Regions from separate parts of the Mus musculus genome. Here region 1 is linked to region 2. The links are chromatin contacts, called in public Hi-C maps. All regions are on one chromosome and are shown on one strand. Each heading gives the region's core, a stretch centred on a gene start, on an enhancer-like site or on the middle of the called end of the contact. The rest is flanking DNA. Distances are from core to core; before and after follow the strand shown. Region 1 overlaps Arhgap24 (Rho GTPase activating protein 24). Region 2 overlaps Arhgap24 (Rho GTPase activating protein 24).

Region 1 (6,844 bases), core at 4,039-6,538, 100 kb before region 2:
AGGGCCTGCCCTACACCCTTGGTTGATAGAGTAGAAAAGACTGGTTATTGAATAACAGAAACAGCATAGTGCCTGTCTCTGGGCAGAAATGGTTTCCAGATTCCTGTTTATGGGTTTGTGGCTATGACCAGAGAGGCACACATTTCCTCACCATATTCTATAGTGGGTAGAGGAGGGAAATGGGGGGAGGTTGATTTATAAATGTGAGAAGCAGGTGGCAACTAAATATTGGGCCAGTCAGCACCATAGGTGTTGTCTCATTTATTGCTTAAGGTAAAGGCTATCAGCGATCATTACCTAAATCACACTAGAGAGGCTGAATAAAGTCCCCAGCACCATTCTACCAAAAGCCACCATCCAGTCCCTGCCCACATCGTCCCTCCCCATTCAACCACTGAGTTCCTGCAGCAAAGCTTTGGCTAGGGGAGAAGGGGTAGGGGTGTTTCTTGGGAACATTCCTGAGTAGATATGTGGCTCTAATTAGGACAACATAAATTTGTGGTGATAACAATCCACATATTTTTCCATTTTAGCCAGCTGAGCTCAGCATCTGTATTTCCTGTCTATGTCAACAGTCGTTAGAATTTTAAAGCAGAGTTTCTGAGAGGAATTTGGCATTATCTATTAGGTTGGAAAAAGATGGTTAAACCATTTGGACACTTGGAAGCCTTAATCCACAGAATTATTTTTTGGTCATCTTAAAAATGAAAACTTAACATGCACACACATATGCACACACACACTCATTCGTGCAATGCATGCACATATATACATGTACACATACACATAAATACCCATGTACACATACACATAAATACCCACGTACACACACTCACATACATGCACACCCAGGCACACACACACATAAACATATACATACACATACACACACATGCACACAATTGCTCATGCACACACACATGTTGGTGTACACATACATGCACAGGTACACACCCACAGGCATACACACTTGCATGCACATAATATTTGAGGCAGTTACTGTACTGAGGCATATTTGTAAGAAATTGTATTTTACTTGTGATAATCACTACTAAAAGAATACAAATATCTACTATCAGCTGTGAAAAAAAAAATATGGTACAATGTCTGCTCTTCCAGAGAACAGAGATTCAATTCCCAGCATTCCCATTGTGGCTCAAAACTGTCAGGAACTCCATTCCTAATGGATCTGATGCCCCTTTTAAGCCTCCACAGGCTACTTCTCCAGCACCATGTCTTCCTGCATGCTGCTATACTGCGTCATGGTGGTAATAGGTCAGTGTCTGAAATTGTAAGCAATCCCCAACTGATGCTTTCTTTTATAAGAGGTGCTGTAGTCATGGTGTCCCTTGGTTCTTAGCACTAGAACAGTGGCCGTGAGAGGAAAAGTGAGTGCGCACGTGCCTGTGGTACAGGGCATCAGGTAATCCTGGAATTTGGAATTACACAGGCTTCTGACTTGGGTGCTGCAAACCACACTTGGGTCTTCTGCAAGAACATTATGCATGTTTAACTTCTGAGTGGTCTCTCACCATATATATATATATATATATATATATATATATATATATATATATATATATATTACTGTTCTTGCTGTGGCTGTTGCTATAGCTGCTGCTGTTACTGTTCTTTTTGATTACTCTGTGTGTGTGTGTGTGTGTGTGTGTGTGTGTGTGTGTGTGTGTGTGTGTTGTATGACAGCACATAAGTTTGCTTATTCCAGCATCACCATGCATGAGAGCAATTGCTTTGACATTTTGGTAGTTGTGATGTCACTAGCTGACTGAAATTTGTCATTCCCGTGGCAATCTTGGGACTATAATTATGTGTTTGTCACAGACAGAAATGTCATTTGCAGTACATAATTGTTTTTAATTATATTTTTGTTTTAAATTATTTTTTCTTTTTTTTTTTCTGAACAAATTTTAGAAGATTCAATATTTCATCTTGCTTTGTTGTGTCCTTTAGAATCCAGAATAATGTCTGGTGGTGTCTGATAGAGATGGAGAAATGGATACGTTTATGCACATCTGTACACAGCTGTGAGCTGAGGCATGGGAAGAGTGGAAAGTGCTGCTTCTGTTACTGTTCTTGCTGCTGCTGCTGTTGCTGCTGCTGCTGTTGTTGCTGTTACTGTTCTTGCTATTGTTGTTACTGTTCTGTCTATTGTTGTTACTGTTGCTGCTGCTGTTGTTCTTGCTGCCACTGTTACTGTTTCTGCTGCTGCTGCTGTTGTTGTTGTTGCTGCTGCTGTTGCTGCTGTTACTGGTCTTGCTGTTGTTGTTACTGTTCTGTCTATTGTTGTTACTGTTGCTGCTGCTGTTGTTCTTGCTGCCACTGTTACTGTTTTTGCTGTTGCTGTTGCTGTTGTTATTGCTGTTGCTGCTGCTCCTCAGGTGGTCTGCTCTGAATGCACTTCTCAATACCACTCGCCCCAACTCAGTGCTAAAGTTGTATTTGTGGGAAATGGTTTATCAAACAACAATTTAGAGGAGTGGATAGTTTCACAATCTGATGAAAGTCTCTCAAAAGTTCAGCAGATCCAAACACTCTTTACTGTGATGGTTTGAATGAGAGATGTCCTCCACAGGCTCGTGTGTTTGAATACTTGCTCCCAGTTAGCGGTGCTGATTTGGAAGGTTCTGGTATTTTATGAGGTGGGTCTTTGTTGGGGGAAGTATGTCAAAGACTTACTTTAAATGTTTTGGGCCTAGTCCCTCATCTCCTTCCCTCCCTTCCTCCCTCTCCTTTCCTCCTTCCCTCCGCCCATCCATCCATATGCCCCCCTCTTTCTATTCCTGCCCTTGCTCCTTCCTGTATGTGGATGAATTGCAATCACCCAGTTCCCTGTGCCTGTCACTATGCTTTTCTTGCCTGTTGCTATGTCTCCCAAACCATGATGGACTCCATACATGTGGAGCTATAAACTAAAACAAAGTCCTTCTCCCCCAAGGTGCTTTTTGTCACCATATTTGATAACATTGACAGAAAAGTACCTAGAACATTTAGTATCTCTATTCCATGACTGCCACCACCATTAGTAGTAATTTTCCTTTAAAGCATTTTTACCATTTTATTACACATACACATGAGATGTGCTTATAGAATGGATATGTTCATGTGGGGGGTATATGGGCATTCTATGGCACACGTGTAGAAGTTAGAGGGTAGCCTCTGTTATAAATCCTTACCTTCCTTTCTATGGTCTTGTTTACTGTGGCATACATGAAGCCTGTGAGCTTCCCGGGATAGGATTCTCCTGTCCCTGCCTTCCATCTCACTGAAGAGGCAGTGGGATTACAGACATGTGCGATGACATCCAGTTTCCTTGGGTTCTGGGAATCTGAGCTCCTGTCTTCACATTTGTGCAGCAAGCAGTTTATCCACCCACAGATCCATCTCCTGAGCCCTTAGTTACAGCTCACAGATGTGCAGTGGACAGATGGCTTCCAGCCTGCAAACCCTTGATTTTCCCTTAGAAGTAAGTAAATGCGGCTCACAGAAGGACATAAATTTATGGCACATATGACACTGGGCATACACAAACTTTGTTGAGTTCCAAGCAATGACTAACATTTTTAATGCCAACTTGAACTGAAGTTGTCCACAGAACAAGAATTAAAGAAACCTCCTCAAAATCCACATTTAGAACATAATCTGAAGCCGCACATTAAATCTTTTTTTCTTACTATTTGATTCTTAACTGATGCTACATCTGTTTGGCTATAGGAATGGCATTTCATTTATGTGTCATTCCTCATTCAAGAAGCGTTGGCTACTACTAAGAGATCTTCAGTATCTGTCTGTGGTCAGAGGGCTATGATGTCTGCAGTGCTGTCGGTTACCATACCACACCCTGTTGACTAAGACAGTCAGGTGACTACATAGAGGAAAGAAACCAAGACATCTCCTACCACCAGGGAGCTGTTGGCGAGTGGCTGTCTTCTCCTGAGACTTGGTGGTAACTTCACTGAGCACTTCAGAAGGACTTCCTCCTTCTGTAACTGCCTCTCTAATACAGTCTACTACTCTGTGTGCATTGTGTGTGGTGAATGTAAGTGTATATAAGTGTCCTTGATGGTGGACACACATAGAGGTACATAGAGGGAGGTCAGAGATCAACAGTATGTCTTCCTCAGCTTAACTTTTGAGACAGAGTGTATCACTGAACCTGGAGATCACTGATTGCCTAGACTGGGTAGGCAATGAGCTCCTGAGTCCCATAACCCTCTTACCTCTACCTACCCCCATCTACCCACACAGCCCTCCTTCCACACTGGAGTTCATGTCCTGTGCCTCCACACCTGGCTTTTTAAGCATAGGTAGTGGGATCCAAACTCAGGTCCACACGGTTGTGTGACAATCACATTAGGGACTGAGCCATCTCCCCCTACTCTCCTCAGTACCACTTATATCCAGTATCCTAATGTAGGTAGGAGTTGACATCTCTGTTTCTCCATAGCCCACGTGTTCACACAAACAACATACATCTGAGGCCTTGCTCCTCAGATTACGGCCAAATACCAGCAAACACTAACACAGTGTTTACACAGCTGCTCTTTCCTCTTCATGATTAAGCAAGTTTGAGTACCAACAAGTTCCACACCATTGTGCAGTTCTGACCTTGACCCCATTTAGGTTTTGCTGTGTGCACTGGGAGGCTTTGGCCTTTTTCTCTCACACTTGTGAGGTCAAACAAGTTTCTTTCTCCAGAAACTTTTCTTTTCAAGCCAGTCATTTTTGAAGTTTTCCTACCTTAAATTATATGATCCTTCATTTCTTATTGCTTGTCACAGACACCCACAATTTATAAAAACACCCATCTTCCATCTAAGAAGCCCTAATATTTGGCTACTCTTCTAGGCTGGATGGCATATCCTTCTACTCTCTAGATTTTATTATGGGGCCAGCAATCTTACTATATTTTCTCTATAACAGGAAAACATCAGAGCCACACTGCTGCTATCTATGTTAGAGCATCCAGGCAGACCTCACATATCCCATAGCTTCTCTGTCACTGTCACTCCAGCAAAGCATGTCTTCATTCCTAGTGGACCACAAGATAAAATTCTTTTAAGAACTCTCAACATCATATGTTCCTAGAAGCATCGAGGATTTGTGTAACTGCTGTCTTAGTGCAGAGATATAGAGATGGCCCGGGGTACCTAACAGCTAAAACACTCATCAGTTTGAGTCTTTTCATGCAAGCATGCCTTTAAATCCAGCCATTTAGAGGCTAAGGCAAGTAACTGCTTCTGAGACCTGTAGAGGGCAGTGTTGACGTGCATTCTGTACTGTGTTCCACATTCTCACAACCCAGGCATCCAAAGAAATGGAGCATCTCGGTGAGTCCAGTTATCTTAGTAAGGATACCTAGTTTATTGTTCCTACCTTTGAGTACCTCACAACATATTACAACACCATTCCTTTAACAAACATCCTCTCTACTCCTTCAAGCACTGTTTCTATAGACTGTTGTATTCTGATGATTTTTTAAAAACCACTAAAAATGATTCTGTTTTAAACTAAACTCCAGCTTTGAGTATGGCTCAATCCTGGGCTACTGTAAGGTCATGACATAGCGGGTTCTGTTTTTCTTTTTTGTTTGATGTGTCCTCAATGCTTTGCTTTTCTCAGTCCCGGTACAAAAAGTAGTTGCTGAGACTGCCTCTCAGACATTTTATTTTTCTCTTAGGAGATGTGCATTAGATCCATTGTCCTTGGAAAAAATTTAATAGTGTCATGATTTGAGATCAAAGTGAAACTCAAACTCGTGGTGAGACCTAGCAAAGTTAAAATGCTTACATCAGAGGTGGATTTGCTTGTTGCTTCAGGCATGTCATTGAAAGCAGAAGGACAGTTTCTAATGCTGAGCAGGGTGGATTTAAGTGAGGGGAAGCCGCAGCTGTGACATGGCCATTTGTACCCACTGGCAAAGATGCGCAACCTTGATCTGATCAGATGGAAACAAGGTTTGTGAAGACTATCATTTCTGTATTTTCAAAGAAACAGACCAACAACCTGAGTGCTGTCCCAAACCAGGTCACTTCCTAACAGAGAATAGCTTACCTACTCTACAGTTCAGATAGAAGTTAGGGCACAAGATGGATAGTTTTTAAAAATAAAGTTTTATAAGGGATGAAGAAAAACAGTCAAAACAAATATCACAAGAAAAAATGCAGCTCTTGAAATTGAATGGTTCAGGAATTGATTAATGGATCTACAGGATGGTTTGAGAACTGATTAGTGGGTCTACAGGATGGCTGGATGTCTCAGGAATTTATTAGTAGATCTACAGGATGGCTGGATGGCTCAGAACTGATCAGTAGGTCTATAGGATGGATGACACATGAACTGATTAGTGAGTCTATAGGATGTGTGGATGGCTTGGGAACTGATTCGTGGGTCTAGAGGATGGATGGCTCAGGAACTGATTAGTGGGTCTACAGGATGGATGGCTCAGGAACTGATTAGTGGGCCTAGAGGATGGCTGGATGGCTCAGGAACTGATTAGTGGGTCTAGAGGATGGATGGCTCAGGAACTGATTAGTGGGTCTAGAGGATGGATGGCTCAGGAACTGATTAGTGGGCCTAAAGGATGGCTGGATGGCTCAGGAACTGATTAGTGGGTCTACAGGATGTCTGGATGGCTCAGGAACTGATTAGTGGGTCTACAGGATGGATGGCTGAATCTGAAGCATAGAAGATAGGGAGTGTGGGGCTGCATTACACAGATTAGGATCTGAATCACGAAGGGAAAATTCTTTGACAAAGTGGGTGTTCTAGGTGAGCCTGTCTATTCCTGCAAACTGGGCACCTGGTTGCTAATCCCCTCATTTGA
Region 2 (6,216 bases), core at 1,199-3,698:
ATACACCTCCTGCATTAAGGCCATACCTCCTAATCCTTCCCAAACAGTACCACTAATTGGAGATGAAGAACTCAAACATTATGAGCCTATGGGGGGCACTCTTATGGGGGGGCATTCTTATTCATACCATGACAAGCACTATATAATACAAAATTAAAGGGGCCTGCCTCTTTGTGAGATAGCTTTTAATCCTTTAAAGTTAAATGAGATAGCTAATTAGTACAGGCAAAACACATTTGCATAATTATACTCATGTGCCCTGTCAAATGGTTTAGAAGAAATCAGAGAAACAGAAATTAGGAGCTTCATAAAGGGGCGGTCCCTGCTGAATGTGGACAGAAAAACAATTACAGATCTATGATGAAAACCAAAGAAATATTTACATCAGAAAAGAAAAATCTGTGGATTCACAGGTGTTCACAACTACACCCATTCTGAATGTTAGCTTTGAAAATAGCTTGAAGACTTAATGAAAATTATATTTTAATTTCCTGCACCTTGCTTGAGGAGGAAGGTGGGGCAAAAAGGGAAAATACCAAACAATGTTTAGTTTCACTCTGCTAGAAGAACTTCTCGACAGGAACCTATGCTTTACACGGGACAAAAGAAAGCGAGAGGTCAGACTAAGGAGCAATCGTCATTAAAGCTGTAACATCTTGCAGGTGCCTAGGGCTATAAACAATTGCCCAATTGAAGCACATGACATCACAGTTCCACAAGGAAAGGAAACACCAAAATAAATACTTGAGGAGAAAATTGGAATTACATGCTAATTTGTCAGAAATTATTTGTACGAGGCAACTTTTTCAATACTCCAACAGAATCTGTGAGTGCCCCAAGGCAAATCCCTTCCCTGTGTAGAATTTATAATTAAGTCTACAATCAAAGATAGATACGAGGAGGAAGAAAGTTAGGAAATCAAATGAATGCCAGACAGTGGGAAAAGTAGAGGGAACCACGGCCACCCTGCAGATGGACTGGAGATAAGACAGATACCTAAATTGGCCCACAAGTTGCCTGGTAATGTTTAGAGTTTACACACAAACATCTGAAAAGCCAGTCTTCTATCCCCCAGGCTTGAAAACAGTAGGCACAACAACAATGTGTTCTTATGGTTTTCCCTTTGCATATGAAAATTCAAAGTACTATTTGTTGTAACAAAATCATAAGGATTATTTTCCAAAGAACCTAATATATTCTAGTTAAGATGATACTGTTCCTATGGTAGTTAGCAACTTAGGGCATCTGTTATGTAATTGGGCAAAACAGGATCTAATTTTAACTCTCAATTGTCCAAAACATTTATAAACCCGTGCATGGTGCCCTCCTGCTGTGAAGAAACTGACACAGAAGGTAGCTGCTACTGCAAAACTAAATGGAGCTTGAAGCAACCACTGTTTTATGGGACACCGCTATTAGGCAGTAATTTGCTATTAATTAATTCAGTCCTGGCTGCTAACCTGTCTACCTATTAGCAGAACATTGGATTCTCAATCCTGTGTGTGTGTGTGTGTGTGTGTGTGTGTGTGTGTGTGTGTGTGTGTGTGTCCAGAGTAAAAGGCTTACAATAGACTCAGGCCATGAGGATATTTTCAATTTATAGTTCCTCTAAAAATGTGTGCATCCTACCTTAGATTTGCTTCTAAAGCAGAATCTAGCAAAATACAGCTCTGTGACCTCAGCTCAAAGTAAATGTCCCCACCTCAATATTCCTGTTTATTTATCATGTTTCAAGTTCTCTAGTCATATGACATCTATGTTAGAAGAACATTTTCTTTAAAGGAGGTCACATTCATAAATGGTAGAAACTGCTATGTCTGTGATTGTGATTTATATTTCTTCCAATTGTATTTGTGTGTGGTATATAAGAGGTCAGAGGACAGATGTCCAAAAACAACAGATACATAAACCATGAGTTGACAAAGCTAAGGAAAGAGTTGGAGGGGGCACAGCAATAACTATGGAATCAGAGTAGACAAACTTGTATTATAGATGACTGCAAAAGAGAAGGAAAAATAAAAATATTTACATTTCAGTGGGATAAAATGATGTATGTAGAAATCAAGGAAATACAAATTATTAAAATAAGACTTAAAAGCTAAGCATAGTGTTACACACTTGTAAACTCAATGTGTAGAAGGCCAAGGCAGGAAGGACAGCCATGAGTTCAAAGTCAGCCTAGGCTACATGAGACCTTGCCTCCAAGAATATAAAAATAAAACCAGTTAAAAAACAAATTTTGAAGCAAAGGAGAAATATATTTATAAATAAAAAGGATCCAGGTTCAGGAATGTCTCACTCTATGACACTTTCCACTTATAGCACAGGTGTCCTTGGCTTACCAGGCCCACTGAGGGGGGAAATAGCTTACTAGTCTAGCATACAGCATATCATAGCTCTGCAACCCAGTGCAGTGCTGAAAACAGGGCCATTTCTTTTTGTGCCTAAGGCTGCTCAGAGCTGAGCTCACTGCTGCTGCCCAGCATTGCAAGAGAGCATTGCATCCTGCATGACCAGCCTAGAATAGTTTAAACTTATGTGAAGTTTCACAAGTATTGTTTTTACACAGTCAGAAAACTGAAGGTTCCACTTACTACACATCAAGCAGTGTCTTACAGTTGGTTGACGAGGTAAATCCTCTCCTGGCAGTCAGAGCAAGCCCTTTCTAAAAAACCCAAGTCAGTCTGGCCACAGGCTTCCTCGTCATAAGAGCCAACATTGGAAAAGGCAGAAGCGGGTTTCGAGTTCAAAGGCATGAAATGTGATAGAAAGCTTCTAAACCTTCAAACTGCTGTAGGATAGATGGCTACATTGCAATGAACAAAACCAAAGGGCATTGCTATGAGCTCATCTTGAAGAGGCAACTGAGAAATGATTTCTGCCTGATAAGAGAGAGGGAGGAGAGTATAACTAATGAAACAGAAGCAAATGTGAATCTACTTGTCTATGCAGAGCCCTGCCGAGCATGTTTACAGCCAGACACTAAAAGAGTTCACTACAGGAACAGGGCAAGAAGTTTTCAGGGTGAGGTTCTAAGCAGTTGGAAGCCAGAGATGCTGCTGGACATTCTACAAGGCACAGCACATTCTGTCCCCACAGAAGGGACTAGAGCCCAGAATATCACTATTCAGACAGTCTGGTATTACTGAAGTCAATGGTATCTAGGCTACAATTGGAGAAGAATGGATAGGGGTGAGAAATGTTGATCTCTAAGAATCAAATAGCAAATAGTTTGAGTTTATGGGCCACATACAGTCTGTGTTTGACATTCTTCTGTGTTTAAGTTCACAACTCTCTAAAAATACATAAACCATTATTAGATCCTGAGCTTTAGCAATGCAGGCACCACATTGAATTACAGGAATGTACATTTGCTTCAGGATATGAACACAAGGATGTAGGCTCTTCACAACCCAATGAATTCTTTTACCGTCATAAAACTAACCATCTCAATTAATGACTGTTTTTGTGGGTCAGAGCAAAAGCACCAAGAACACGCCCACTATCATGACTATTGATTCACACCTTCCCAAGTCACAGTGGTAGGCCAAATGATTATGCAACAGAATTAAATTATTCTTCAAAAAGTTGTTAAACACAGTATAGGAGACACTAGATAGAACATTAGACTGCCTGTGGATGCAGGTGTAAATTTAAAATGTCAAGTAGCTGAGTTCTACAAGTAGGCTCTAGAGAGTAGTGAGAAGTGCTAATCTGGAGTCTGTCTAACAGGGACCATCCAGTTAGTCTCACCTCTCCCTTAAAGGTGCCAGCAACATTCAAAGCAGAAGTGAATGGAGTTCTCTCAAGCCTTAGATGAGGAACTGCAGAATTGCATTTATGGGCAAATTTAGCCTGTCGTCTGGTGTTATAAATTACGTTTCACTGTGCACTGTCAACGCTATCCTGCAACATCTATGACTGCTTTTGAGTTACTACGAGGTAATAGTGAAGACAAATCTTAAAATTGAGCTACTGGAGGTCTACATGACGAATAAATCACTTCTAGAGTAGGCCCACTACTCTATCATTCCAAGCTGGGCTACAAACAAAACTGAATTTACAAACCGTTGAAATTTGGTGTTGATTTCTGTAGTTTGTCATCATGAATTAAGAAATAAAATTATAAGAAAATATGATTAACTGCTGCATCCAAGAGAACTAATAAAGTATTTTTAAAAATGAGAATAGAGTATTTACACACATGTGGGTTAGTGTACCATATAGCACATCCTCACCTAAGAATCACTATATTTCTATGGACAACCTGAGCTTCTAAATGCCTTGCCCTTGCCTTTCTAGTTCTGAGATCACACGTATGTGCCACCATGAACAGGTTTTAAGTGAGGCCTTCTCAAATCACTAAACGATCTTCATTAAACATAATCGAGAAGTGATCTCCCCAGTAGCTGGTACTTGGGGGCTGAGACTACAGGCAGACCCCTGCAGAGCCTCATGAGACCTCTGTACACACAGGCTCTATTAAAGTCCAAGCAGAACTCCTGCAGCAAGCTGGGCACAGATAAAGACGGAATCTCTTGATTTGATGCAGGGTGAGTGACTTTCCCAGCCACAACAAGTGTCAAAGACTACCTGTGATATTAACAGAGCGTGTGCCCAGGAAAAGTCACAGCACATTAAAGCAAAGAAAACATGGCACCATCAAGGGGATAAAACAGAACAACAGAAACCAGCCCTAAATAAACAAAGGGCTACCAATTATGTGACAAATAATTCAGAATATTAGTCTCAAAGATACCCAATGAACTCTGAGATACATAAATAATACCAGGAGAATAAATACATGACTAAAATGAAAACCTCAGTATGGAGCAGATGACACATTAAATAACCAAACAAACTTTATAGTAGAAGAACACAATGGTTGTACTGAGAAATATAGACCCAAGAACCATTTAGTTAAGCCATTGAAAACAATGCAAGAGCAGAAATGTAGCAGAAGGAACAGCAGAGTGGGTGGAAAGAAGAAAAGGAGGAGAAGAGGAAGGAGGAGGGGAGGGAGTAAGAAGAGGGGAAGAGGAAGAAGATAAGGAAGAAGAGGAAAAGGAGGAGGAGGAGGAGGCAGTGGTGGTGGTGGTTATGGTTGTCTCAGAAGAAGACAGAAGTTGAGGGCAGAGAGTTTATTGGAGGAAACATGAAGCCTCAAGTCTGTCAAGGAAAAATGAAATCTGACATAGGAAGGCTGAAGGACTCAAATGTGTAAAACACACAGAGTTCTTTACGTGGCATATCACACAAGTAAAGGAAAACAGGAAGCAAGCAAGAGAGCACCTCAGCAGATTCATGAGGACCCTAAAACGGTGGTCAGGTGTTTTCTAGCAGGATTTCTGTAGGCTAGGGGAGAAGATGTCATATATTCAAAGTGCTAGGGGGAGAACAGCCAATGAAGGACAGTGTAACTGCCAAGGTAGCTAGCTGGTTCACTGGCTACTCTTCTGACACCTTAGACTGTACTCAACAATTTCCAAATGTAGTTATACATCCATGTGTAAGCACATGTGAATTACAGGTACTCGAAATGTATCTTTTATGTAAGTATGTATATGTATGTATGAATGTATGTATGAATGTATGTATGTATGTATCTATCTATCTATAGATACACACATATGTATATTTTGAAATATATCTGTAAATCTATAAATATTAATTAGATATCCAGTTACATTTAATATTTAAATTTATCTAACATATAGTTAGACAGGCACATATAATTAACTTGTATATATAATTAACAGATATGTATAGATGTATGAAAATTTTGTTCTTTCTGTTCATTGGAGATATATATATACACATATATATGTGTGTGTGTGTATATATATGTATATACATATATATATATAGTTTATTTCTTTTGAGATTTTGCAAAAATCACTCTCATTAAGGTATATCAAAAACCTTTGCATAAAAACTGGAACTTAATGGAAATGGACACACAGATATTAATAAAAATACTTAGCATCTTCTGTAATGTCCATTTTCCAGGCTTCATAGCTGACACAAAATCATGACTAATGACAAGATTATAGGGACTGATGTTGAGAGCTCTCGATATCAGAAAAGTTGGATATTATGTCAACTGATAATGCCTCCCCTCAACTGTCAGACACTGAATAAAGAATAAATGTGGAATTAAACATTTTCTTAGCACTATTTGATCCACTTCACAAAGAGCTGGCCAACCACATAGCG

Evidence for each region. A called contact is a pair of places that touch in the nucleus more often than the background predicts.
Region 1: a contact with region 2 is called in a Hi-C map of muscle stem cells, with 3 times the contacts expected there. The contact joins two enhancer-like sites. A contact is called at or near these places in 14 of 484 Hi-C or Micro-C datasets (ECoMG-derived neutrophils, Sertoli cells, bone marrow-derived macrophages and 7 more).

The regions. Positions count from the first base shown.
Region 1 is chr5:102,691,120-102,697,963 of GRCm38.p6, reverse strand. The region is part of intron 3 of Arhgap24 (Rho GTPase activating protein 24); the gene reads right to left. Among named protein-coding and RNA genes, the nearest start is that of Gm30396, 63 kb to the right of the region's middle. Within about 2 kb of position 5,288, at least 14 of the 459 cell types and tissues checked have an H3K27ac peak or open chromatin away from gene starts, as enhancers often do. A contact at or near this core is called in muscle stem cells, where this site is marked.
Region 2 is chr5:102,588,478-102,594,693 of GRCm38.p6, reverse strand. The region is part of intron 2 of Arhgap24 (Rho GTPase activating protein 24); the gene reads right to left. Among named protein-coding and RNA genes, the nearest start is that of Gm30396, 40 kb to the left of the region's middle. Within about 2 kb of position 2,448, at least 7 of the 459 cell types and tissues checked have an H3K27ac peak or open chromatin away from gene starts, as enhancers often do. A contact at or near this core is called in muscle stem cells, where this site is marked.